3 separate regions of the Zea mays genome follow, and regions 2 and 3 are each linked to region 1. Evidence: chromatin contacts called from public Hi-C data. All regions are on one chromosome and are shown on one strand. Each heading gives the region's core, a stretch centred on a gene start, on an enhancer-like site or on the middle of the called end of the contact. The rest is flanking DNA. Distances are from core to core; before and after follow the strand shown.

Region 1 (3,368 bases), core at 760-3,259:
TACTTACACTCTATGGGGGTATTTCTTGGAAGAGTTGCAAACAGACAGTAAGAGCATCGTCGACAATGCACACTGAGTTTGTAAGCTACGTATGAGGCAAATGGGCAGGCGATATGGATGAAGAAATTTGTTCCCGGATCAACAGTGGTTGATAGCACAGAAAAACCACTAAGAATTTACTGTGATAATGAGCCAACATTATTCTACTCCTATAACAAGTCAAGTGGCACTACCAAGTTTATTCATATTTAGTGTTGTGTTGTTAAGCAGAAGATGCATGATCAAACCATAAAAGTTGAGCATAACAGAACATAGCAGATGCTAGCGGATCTGCTCATAAAAGGCCTTCCATCCAACGTGTTTAGACAACACGTAGCCGGCATGGTTATAGTGGAGAGCCTATGATCTTGAATCATAGGGGGTTACAGATTGTAACCTAGTAAAGAATCTTTTCGATCTGAAACAGGGGAGATTGTCACGCATTGGTCTTTATGTGTAAACTTGTCGAGGGATTGAATCCAAAAAAAATTGAGTATAAGGAATATAGAAAACAAAATAGAAGATTGTTGGGTGTTTCCCGTGCTGCTGGTCAACAGAGACGGATTGAGCTTAACCCAAATAACCATTTCTTTAATCCGGGCCCTTGGGAGGGCCCACGCTAACCATAGTTGTAGGCCCGATCACACGACGCCATATAAACAATTAGGAGGGGAGCGCAGAAAATGGCTAACGCTTAGTGTTGCCCCGAAACCCTAATCCAAAGACAAGGACCCTATCTCCTAGGCGGCGGTAATGGCGAGTGGACTCCTCCACCACTAAAAGCAGGCTAAGCCCGTATGTCTCCTAACCCTTTCTGTTTGTGTGTTCACGTACGGTGAGCACATATATAGATCCACTCTCTATTTATATATACCTAAGTACCACGGATTGACTAATCTGGACACAGTACGATCCTTAGAGTCTACAAATCTCTCTCTAGGACACTGCCCAGTAGTAAGAATTGTGAGCACGAAGGGCTTCAGATGTTAGCCGAATTTCGGTCCTCATGAGGTCATATATGTGCGTTGACGATGGATGGACCATGGACCAAACCATATACCCACTTCAGGTTCAGGACCAGCAGTCACAAGTGAGATCTCCTTCGGGGGTCAGACGGCGTCCGCCTCCGCAGCTGAGAGGCCTGGCATGAGGGTCGACGGCGAGACCCTCGCGCAGAACAGGGACAGCGCGATGCAGCGGTCCAGGGAGAAGAAGGATCCATGAACTCATCTTGACTTGACCCTTACCTGCCAACTGCGGCAGTTAACAACGGATTGCTACAGTTCACTCATCACATGTCTGTCCGTCACTGGTGTGCGTGCAGGTACGAGTCGAGGAAGCGGGTGAAAGGGCGGTTCGTCAAGTTGACCGAGGTGCAGTGGCAATGGGGGCTACTACTATCTGGAGGATACATATATGCCCCTGTTTGTTTGGATTTTTTCAGCTTCTGGCTACCAAAAGCTGCTGCAGATCACCAAACGCCCCAGCTTTTCAGCCAGCTTCTATAAGAATCGCTTAAATAAAAACCGTCCAAAATCAACATAAACACAAAATCGGTCGAATCGTCATGATAGTAGGAATCTGTTGCTTTCTAGATCCTGAACCCTTTGGACCACTTCATCTTCCTCCGCACGTAATCCACACAATACTCAGATTCTCTCTACAGCCAGATTCTCTCCACAGCCAGATTCTCAGAAAAGCTGGTCAGAAAAAAGCTGAACCAAAAAGGCCCATAGGATGCTGTCGCCGGAGTCGCTACGCAGTACTGAGCCAAGTTTCCGGATGGAGCAATCGTACGTGTGGCCATTGACATTGAAGCACACGCGGTACTGCTTGCAAATGCAAGAGAAGAAACCCCCGGCCCTCTCCCTCCTGGTCCTGGTGTTGTCAACAGAACAGTAATGTGTAGCTTACACTGTGTATATACAGCACTGATTTACTAGACGGCCAGATGGGCCGCAGGCAGGCCTGAGGCATGATAGTAGTACCGTGGCACGGGCCCGTGCCAGTACGAGAGCCGTGTATGTAGGATCGGTCCGATCCGCCATAATTATATTTTCTTTTTATTTTAAAATTATTCGTCATGCAATGGCAATGTCTATGTCGGTCTTCCGCCTGAGCCGCTTCTAGCTGGGCCGTCGAAGGCTGAAGCCCTGGCACATGCCTAGGCTAGGCTGGTTGGGCTGAGCCTCCGCCACTTCCCATATCTTATGGTGGGCTTGTCTCTAACGTTAACTAACTTTTTATAGTATTTGAACTACGGGGACCCATGTATCTGGCTTGTAGACCGATGAATAAATCATATATTCTCTCTAATATTAGGAAAAAATCATCCTATGACAAAACTATGGTTATAATATAAATAAGATACCTCTTTACCAACAAATATATCAAAAGCCTAGTGAAATAAGAAACTTTACCAAATCCTTAGGTCATTGTTGCAAACCATTCGTATTTTAGTTTTTTTAGCCAGCTCGCGAGTTAAGCTGGCTCTCTCGGGCCACAAGGCTCAGCTCAAGATTGTTCTAAGTTTTTTTTCCAAGCATAGTTTGAGGTCTGTTCGCTCGTCTTTTTGGCTATTTTCGTAATTTATTCATATTGGGTCAATGGTAGCGTGCTAACGAACCGTACAGTGAAGTATTTTGTTCTTGTTATATCCGGCCGTTTCGTTTCTACCATCTTGAATCCCTGCTGGTCGTACGTGTTAATAATTAGCCACAGTTTAGTACTTTAGCAGCAGTAGTATGCAGGGCACATGCAACGTGTCAGTCTGTCCGCCGAAACATGTCCGCAAAATTAACCTCACACCTATATTTCATATATATATATATATATATATATATATATATATTATTCGTAACGCAGTAGTAATTATAACGAGGCAACTTTAAGAGGGACAATATCAACTTAGGGCTAGTTTGGGAACCACATTTTTCCATAATATTTTCGTTTTTCAAAGAAAATTAGTTCATTTTACTTAGGAAAACGGAAATCACATGGAAAAATAGGCTTCCCAAACTAGCCTTTAAGTGACAAAATACTAATTATTTCTACATTACACACTAGTTGTCCAGTAATGATCTAACAAACATTATATGTGTGTATCATTACATGTCCGTTTAGATATCGTGGTATACTACTGCGAAGGAACTAATTAAGATGAATCACTAATCATCTGGGTGATCGACTACTGCCTGTGTGTCGTGCGCTGGGAAGCGGGAGAGGCCGGTGGCGACGGCGAGGGCGGCGAGGGCGACGAAGGCGAGCGCGAGGGAGACGGCGCCCCTGTCGCAGTAGAGGCGGTAGAAGCGGCACACGGCGAACCACCC
Region 2 (3,550 bases), core at 210-2,709, 570 kb after region 1:
AGAGCATCACTTTTGGGTTTGGATGTGTTTTGCTTATGACCTTGCACTAGTACAGAGAAGGTCTGTGGTGGCTGTTGAAAACATGTTTACACCGGCGTTTTTGAACCTCTAGTGTTAGGGACCAGTAGAAATAATTTTTTCACAAGCGGATAACTGAGAACCGCTAGTGGAAATCGATTTCCACTAGTGGTTCAGTTAAGACAACTGTCGTTGGAAATCGATTTTCACTAGCAGTCAATGTAATAAATTCGGCAGTATAAATAATTTGCAGAACACATAAAATGAGTTTTAAAATTAGCAACAAAAGATTAATTTGGGGACATCCTGTCTGTTACAAGTCACGTCATTTTTCGTGCAAAATTTGAGCGCTACGCGACTGCGGGACCTGCGACCTCACCCTCACACGTAGCCTCTTCTACTACTTCACCCATCACTTAGCTTGTGTCTAAATAGCAATTTTTTGCCCACATATTAGAACAAACCGAGTATATATTGGTTGTTTGAGGCTGTAAACGAATTCAAACGAAAAACTTGTCAGCTACAAAGTTTCATAACTTTTAGAGTTCTACAAATTTTATTTTGTTACTTTTTTCATCCTAGGTGGTTTGCAAAATTTGTATTTTAATATTTGTCAAATTCAGATGCAATTTTGATAGGCCAAATGATTTCAAATGAAAAAGTTAAAAACTACAAAGTTTAATTGCTTTTGGAAATCTACAACTTTTATGTTGATGATTTTTTTGCAATCAAGGCGATTTCAAAAACTTAAAAAACGATTTTAGATTATTTCTACTGGCGGGTTTTAAAGAAAACCGCCAGTAAAAAGAATGTATTTTGACTGGCGGAACGGCAAGTAAAAACGTGTTTCCACTGACGGTTTTTTTAGTTGGGCGGACATTTTATTTCGCTGACGTTTGATAACCAAAACCATCTAAAAAAAGTATACTCTACCACAGGTTTAGAGCTTTTTCTACTGGTGTTGGTTGCTTGCTGGTTTGAGTGCTTTGCTGTATTTGTCGGTTATATATCATCGAAAACATCTGCCTACCGTTTGGCTTGTGAGATACTCATTTGTCATTTTGTTTTCATTGTCTTTGAGACCTTAAATGAAGGTTTAGGAAGCAATCCAAGATTGTCTACAACATAAATTTGTATTGGCTTTTATTCAGCCCTCCCCCCGTCGCAAAATTCAGTCCCTCGGTTATGTACTCTAGTATCCTAGAAAAATGGTGATAGGGGCGCCGCAAGATTATCTTGGTCATTGGATGTTAATCTGATGGCCAAGATCAAAATCCCCCCATGAGTGTCTTGATCCGAAACTCCAGGTTCTAGAACTATGAAGCAATGCAAGCAACGCAAGAAAACTAGGAAAGTACCGTGGCAAGTACGCACGTACACGATCAAGAGTACAGATTACAAACTCTGGCCATCTCCCACAACTGAAATTGCGGCTACCTTTTGCTCGTCCTATGTTCAGACACGGCGGCAAGGAAACGACAGGGGAAATAAAGTTTTTTTCTTTCCTTCTACCGTTTCTTTTACATAAAAAGTTTGGTTATCTGGTCTAGAGAGGCAAGTGCAGTCCAATTAATAATACACAGTTTGGTTGGATTGGATTGGTCAAAGGGATTGCTTCCGAGTGGGAGCAGAATATGCGGTGGTGACAAGTAGAAAGCTCAGTTATCTTTTCAGCTAGCAATGCTTTCTGAAACCCCTTCCTCAATATCTCTGATGCCAGTTACCACATTGTTTTACCTGCTCTGCTCTAGCTAGAGTCTAAACTCTGAAACATGTTAGATCTCCTCATCTTTCGCTGCATATTTTTATCCTGTTGTCAAACAAATTAGAGAAGCATGCAGCTACAAAGAGATAAGACAAACTTTGTATAATAGTTATGCAGGCTCAATATATTCTTTGTCCTATAGATCCTAGGGATTGGCTTGCCAATCTTGTTTTGCCTAGTATACTACAATATTTTGTGTCAGTTCAGGGAGGCTGAAGTTTCTGAGATAGTTGCCAATACAAGCAGGTTGTGTGTGATTCCCGTTGCCATTAAAGAAATGGACCAAGGTGACAAGGTTTTCGTCTGCGCGCGAACACGGTTTCAGTAGAAAACTGAAGATAGATCTTCTCTAACTAACCAATCACCAGTTCATCATAGTTGAAATTTTTTTTTTTTTTGAACGTAATGGCAGGAGCTCTGCCTCTCAATTAAGAAGAATAGAATTGATCCAATTTTAAGAAAAACCGGGCCCAAAACCTACACAGAGCGCATAGTAGAAAAACCGGCGAACGAGCTAACAAACAACCTAGATAACGTTGTTTGTTAGCTCGTTCGCCGGTTTTTCTACTGTGCGCTCTGTGTAGGTTTTGGACCCGGTTTTCCTTAAAACTGGGTCAATTCCATTTTTCTTAATTGAGAGGCAGAGCTCCTACCATTACGTTCATCATAGTTGAATTGTCAGGCTCTTATAGCCTTAAACAAGTGGAAGAGTCAATTGTGCAGCACCAGAAGCTGTTACTTCGCTTCATGCGTCGTAAAGTAGCACTGTATTTTCCGTTCCCTTGTGCAACAGTTAAGCAGGCTGCAATCTAGTGCCTAGCAGAATAATTTAATTTTTAGGACTTTTAGTGCTTAGGGTTAAAATTCCTTCTTTTTTTTAAAATACAAATTAATGTTTATCCATGACAAGATACTATACTTTTAAAGTTGACAATGACATGCATGCAGGGTCAACCGTCAACACAGAGCCTACAGCTCATTGGGGTGCAAAGTTGGGCAAGGGGGAGCCTTTTCCTTGACGCAGGAGCTATAGACGTACACGAGCTCCTGAACCTTCTGTCCTCGCCGAAAACGTCGTCGATCGCATTTGGTTTTCAGCGCGTAGTTGAAAAACACGGGTCAAACGTTCCAAAATGATGATCTTTCAGCTTCTACACCTAAAAAGATACGCACTACTGCTTTGCGTTCAAGCTACACTTCTTTATCTACGTATGTTTGTTAATATAATACTATAATAGCCTTTTCTTGCCGACCTCGTCTGAAGTGCTCTTGCCTAGAACATGTCAACGGCGATCTTGTCGATCGTGGTCAGAACTAGAGAATGTAGATTGTTCCATACCTGCAACCTGAAAAGCCTGAAACCCAGTTTCAGAGATGGACTTCTTAATTGTGTGTAAAGGAATAGTGTGCGATGTGCACATGTAACCATATCTCAGGTCAGAGAATAAGGACAGGGTTGTTATGCAGAAGCTGGACTGCCCAAGCAACATGTAGTTTCAGCACTAGGCAAGTATTGTTAACAGAACCCACACAACAGATTGACCATGGTTGACAGCAGCAAGGCACAGGCGCCACAAGAGAGAGAGAGTAGGGAGAGAGAGAATAGGGAAACCCCGCTATGGATGGAAGAAAATTATGGACGGTAGGTCCGTAAGGTCTTAGATGAGCGGACCTTGCTTCAGATGCATACGGGTGGCTATTTTTTTTATTGTATGGCTTACATCGCTTAGCCTCATTGCTTGGCTCCACGACTCGCTCGACTTCGGC
Region 3 (3,216 bases), core at 99-2,598, 590 kb after region 1:
GCGTGATGGCGTCGTCGTAGGTTGCGATGCCCAGAACAACCCGAGAGTCGTCGACATTGGCGACGACCATGAGGTCCCCATGTTTGACGATGGACAGCGCGGTGCAGTTGCTCTGGACCACGTCCAAGCGGCGGCTGCGCCGGAGCTTGCCGTACACAGCGACGCATGGGCCATGTAGGACTGCTTCTAGAGTTCGAACTGGCAGTCGCCAAGTTTCTTCTCGTCGTCGGTGAGCGACGCCAACGCGAGCGCCTCGTGCTAGTGGTGTTTGTTCGGGGTTTCCAAGTAAGAAACATGGATTCATGTTTGACATTGGTTTATGAAAATGATTTATAAGTTAGATCCATGAAAAAATATTATGGAGAATAAATGTTACACATGCAAAAAAAAGTATTTAAGTTGAAAACATTATTCAAACAAAAGAAATTGCATGCAAGACTCTTCTTTAAATACTACTCCCTCAATCCAAAAATATAATTTAATAATCTCAGTGATACTTATCTACTACTACACATTGTGCAAGGGTAGCATGTGGGCTTCGGGAGAGATGTATTATATGTTTTTACTATAATAGATGTAGACATAAACACACATGTGGTGTGGTGGTAGCTACAAACACATTTATTTGAGAAGTCGTGGGTTCGAATCCCCTTGGAGCCTGTTTTTTTAATTTAATTTTAGCTAGGCGTGGGATGCACGTGGTAATGAGAATAGACTTTGTGGGAGGGAAAATGAGAAAGACACGTGATAGCCGGGAATGGAAATGTGAATGGGCTTTGCAGGGAGGGTGAATGAGAAAGACAGGCAGCTGGGAATGAGAATGAGCTATAGGTAGTAGAGATTTAATACTCATAATTATTATTTAATTATTAATATTCAAATATTTGATGTGAGAGAGACTAACTTTTAGTTGGGTGAAATAAAACACCTCTTATTGATCGTTATATTATTCTGATAACCAGAATTGGCTTTTCATCTTTGTTTTTCACCGCTAAATGTTTGGTAGTCCGTTTCTATGAAAACGACCTGACAGGAGGAATCAGTTGCTTGCCTAAATATTACTGACCCTTTTATCTTTCTCGTAATAACTAGATTATACACGAATCTAGATTTTCAAAAGGCTCTTCCCAAAAAATTATACCAAACACACCCTTTATCACTCCGGTATACGTTCTTTATTGTATACAGAAGTGATTTGAGGCATGTGATTTCTCGGCCCAGGTCCAACTGCAGCCGAGCGGGAGGTTGGTCCACGACTCCAGAAGAACATCCGGGCCCACCACTCCGGACAGCCGACGGCAACCGCTGCTACGCGCACCCCGAGACGTCCTCCACCCTGCGCGCGCGCAGGCGCTGAGGCGCAGACGAGCCGAGCCAAGCCGCGAGACGGGACACACACGAGCGCACGTCCCGAGGCCAACTCGAGAGCGTGGAGAGTCGAGAGCCCACCACCCGCGACCTAACCCGGTGACCTCTCTCCCCTCCCAGGCTCTCCCACCCACCTTTCTCCTCTCCTTCATTCCTCCCCGTCCCGCGTCGCGTCCCACGCCGCCGCACCTCCGCGGCAGCGCTACTCCTCGCCGTGACGTCGGGGAGGCCTCGCTCGGGGGAGGGCTGCCTGCCTGCCTGGCTGGGTGTCAGTCGGCCGTAGAGGAGGAGGGGGGCGGAGGAGCTTGATCTGGGGCACCTGCCCCCCCTCCCCTGCGCCGTCGGGATGTACATGCCGCCGCCGCCGCCCACCGGCGGCGCCGGCGAGCAGCCTAGGCTTTACCAGGTCTGGCGGGGAAGCAACGTAAGAAATTTCTACCTGCCACCCGCTCTTCCTCTCCCCATATGCAGTGATCCGTGAGATGTTGATGGAAGTGTAATAATCGATTTTGCTCAGTACCTGTTGGGCTGTTGGTACTGTGCGGATGCGTGGGCGATTGCTTGATTAGGGAATTCATTTACGGTCCTGGTCCATGTTGTTGCTGTAGCTGCTGTGGTGGGAGTCCCGGTATGCAGGGTGGAACAGAAGGGAGGGCGGATTTTGTGTGCTTTATATTGTAGGTCAGGAAAACGATGAGTAGCTCATGCCCTGGACGGTTCTGTGAGCTTAAACCTTGAAATGTAGGTACCTACTACAAAAACACACACACATAGTTATTCCCATATATACATAGTAGCAGAAAACGGGTCGAAGGCAGTGACTCTGAACGTCATGGGGTGACCCCTGACGCCGACCCTGGGTACATGGGGTGATTTCTGACCTTGACTTGTTATCTTGCAATTAGCGCACCACGTTTCTCGAGACCTTGACTAAGGAACATTGCGACTATGGTTGCGCCATAATTTTTTAGTTATATGAGAGGAATAATTCCTTGAGCAGGATGTTCAGTAGAAATGTAGAATTCCGTTGGAATTGTTTTGTACTTGTATACCATCAGCAACTTAATGATGGCATCGGCCTGTAATGTATAGTGCATCTTATTTGTAGTGCCTAACTAGTAGGGATTTGAAATGGTTTATGAGGTTTTTTGGTGAAAAATGAAATGGGCATCTATACAAAGTCAAGCCATAAGATAAAGGCTGCCACGTGGAAACCTCAGTTCTTGAGTTACTGTTTCTTTGTTGTCATGTGAAGTATAATCATCCTTTGTTGTTGTTGTTTTTGACGAAAACAGGAGGGGATGAGGATTCCCCTACTGTAAGTTTATGTATAATCACCTTTGTTGTTGTACCCTGATCCCTTCGTGCCAGCAATTAGAAACCATAAAAGGAAGCAGGTAACAGGCTGCAGCACCAGTCTGGCATGAGATACATGAGTTCACTGGATTGGAGATGGTCCATCAGAATTGGAATGTTTTGGTTTATATGCTTCAAATCTTCTGTTACAGTTTTATACCTTTTCCTTGATCATTCATTTGGCATTGTCCGAAACTGACCCATGCGTCTACTGGGGAATGAACAGTTTTCTGGCTATTGATAGTATTTTTATGAACGGTGGCAGCATGGTATATTTATATTTGTATGATTCCATGTACCTTTGGCTTGAATGTATGTGTTTTTACAAGTTTGAAAATATACTTCTGCACTTCTGTATTTATTTTTTTATCGAAAACACAGGAGAGCTACATATCATTTCATTAGAAGGAGAGAAAGGAGTACAGCAAATAAAACACACAAACTTTGCCCTAAGGTAGCTCAAGTAACATCAGCAGCCATGATTAACATGAA

Evidence for each region. A called contact is a pair of places that touch in the nucleus more often than the background predicts.
Region 2: a Hi-C map of leaf shows a contact between it and region 1, with 2.6 times the contacts expected there. The contact joins two enhancer-like sites. A contact is called at or near these places in 2 of 25 Hi-C or Micro-C datasets (ear and leaf).
Region 3: a Hi-C map of ear shows a contact between it and region 1, with 4 times the contacts expected there. The contact joins the promoter of LOC100283500 here to the enhancer-like site in region 1. A contact is called at or near these places in 2 of 25 Hi-C or Micro-C datasets (ear and tassel).

Annotation. Positions count from the first base shown.
Region 1 is chr4:49,563,307-49,566,674 of Zm-B73-REFERENCE-NAM-5.0, reverse strand. No RefSeq gene overlaps it. Among protein-coding and RNA genes, the nearest start is that of LOC115032955, 42 kb to the left of the region's middle. Within about 2 kb of position 2,009, at least 18 of the 20 cell types and tissues checked have an H3K27ac peak or open chromatin away from gene starts, as enhancers often do. A contact at or near this core is called in ear, leaf and tassel, where this site is marked.
Region 2 is chr4:48,996,525-49,000,074 of Zm-B73-REFERENCE-NAM-5.0, reverse strand. No RefSeq gene overlaps it. Among protein-coding and RNA genes, the nearest start is that of LOC100282244, 23 kb to the right of the region's middle. Within about 2 kb of position 1,459, at least 8 of the 20 cell types and tissues checked have an H3K27ac peak or open chromatin away from gene starts, as enhancers often do. A contact at or near this core is called in leaf, where this site is marked.
Region 3 is chr4:48,968,200-48,971,415 of Zm-B73-REFERENCE-NAM-5.0, reverse strand. LOC100283500 reads left to right here and starts at 1,348. Exons shown (of 5, transcript NM_001156400.2): 1 at 1,348-1,792. The coding sequence starts at 1,715.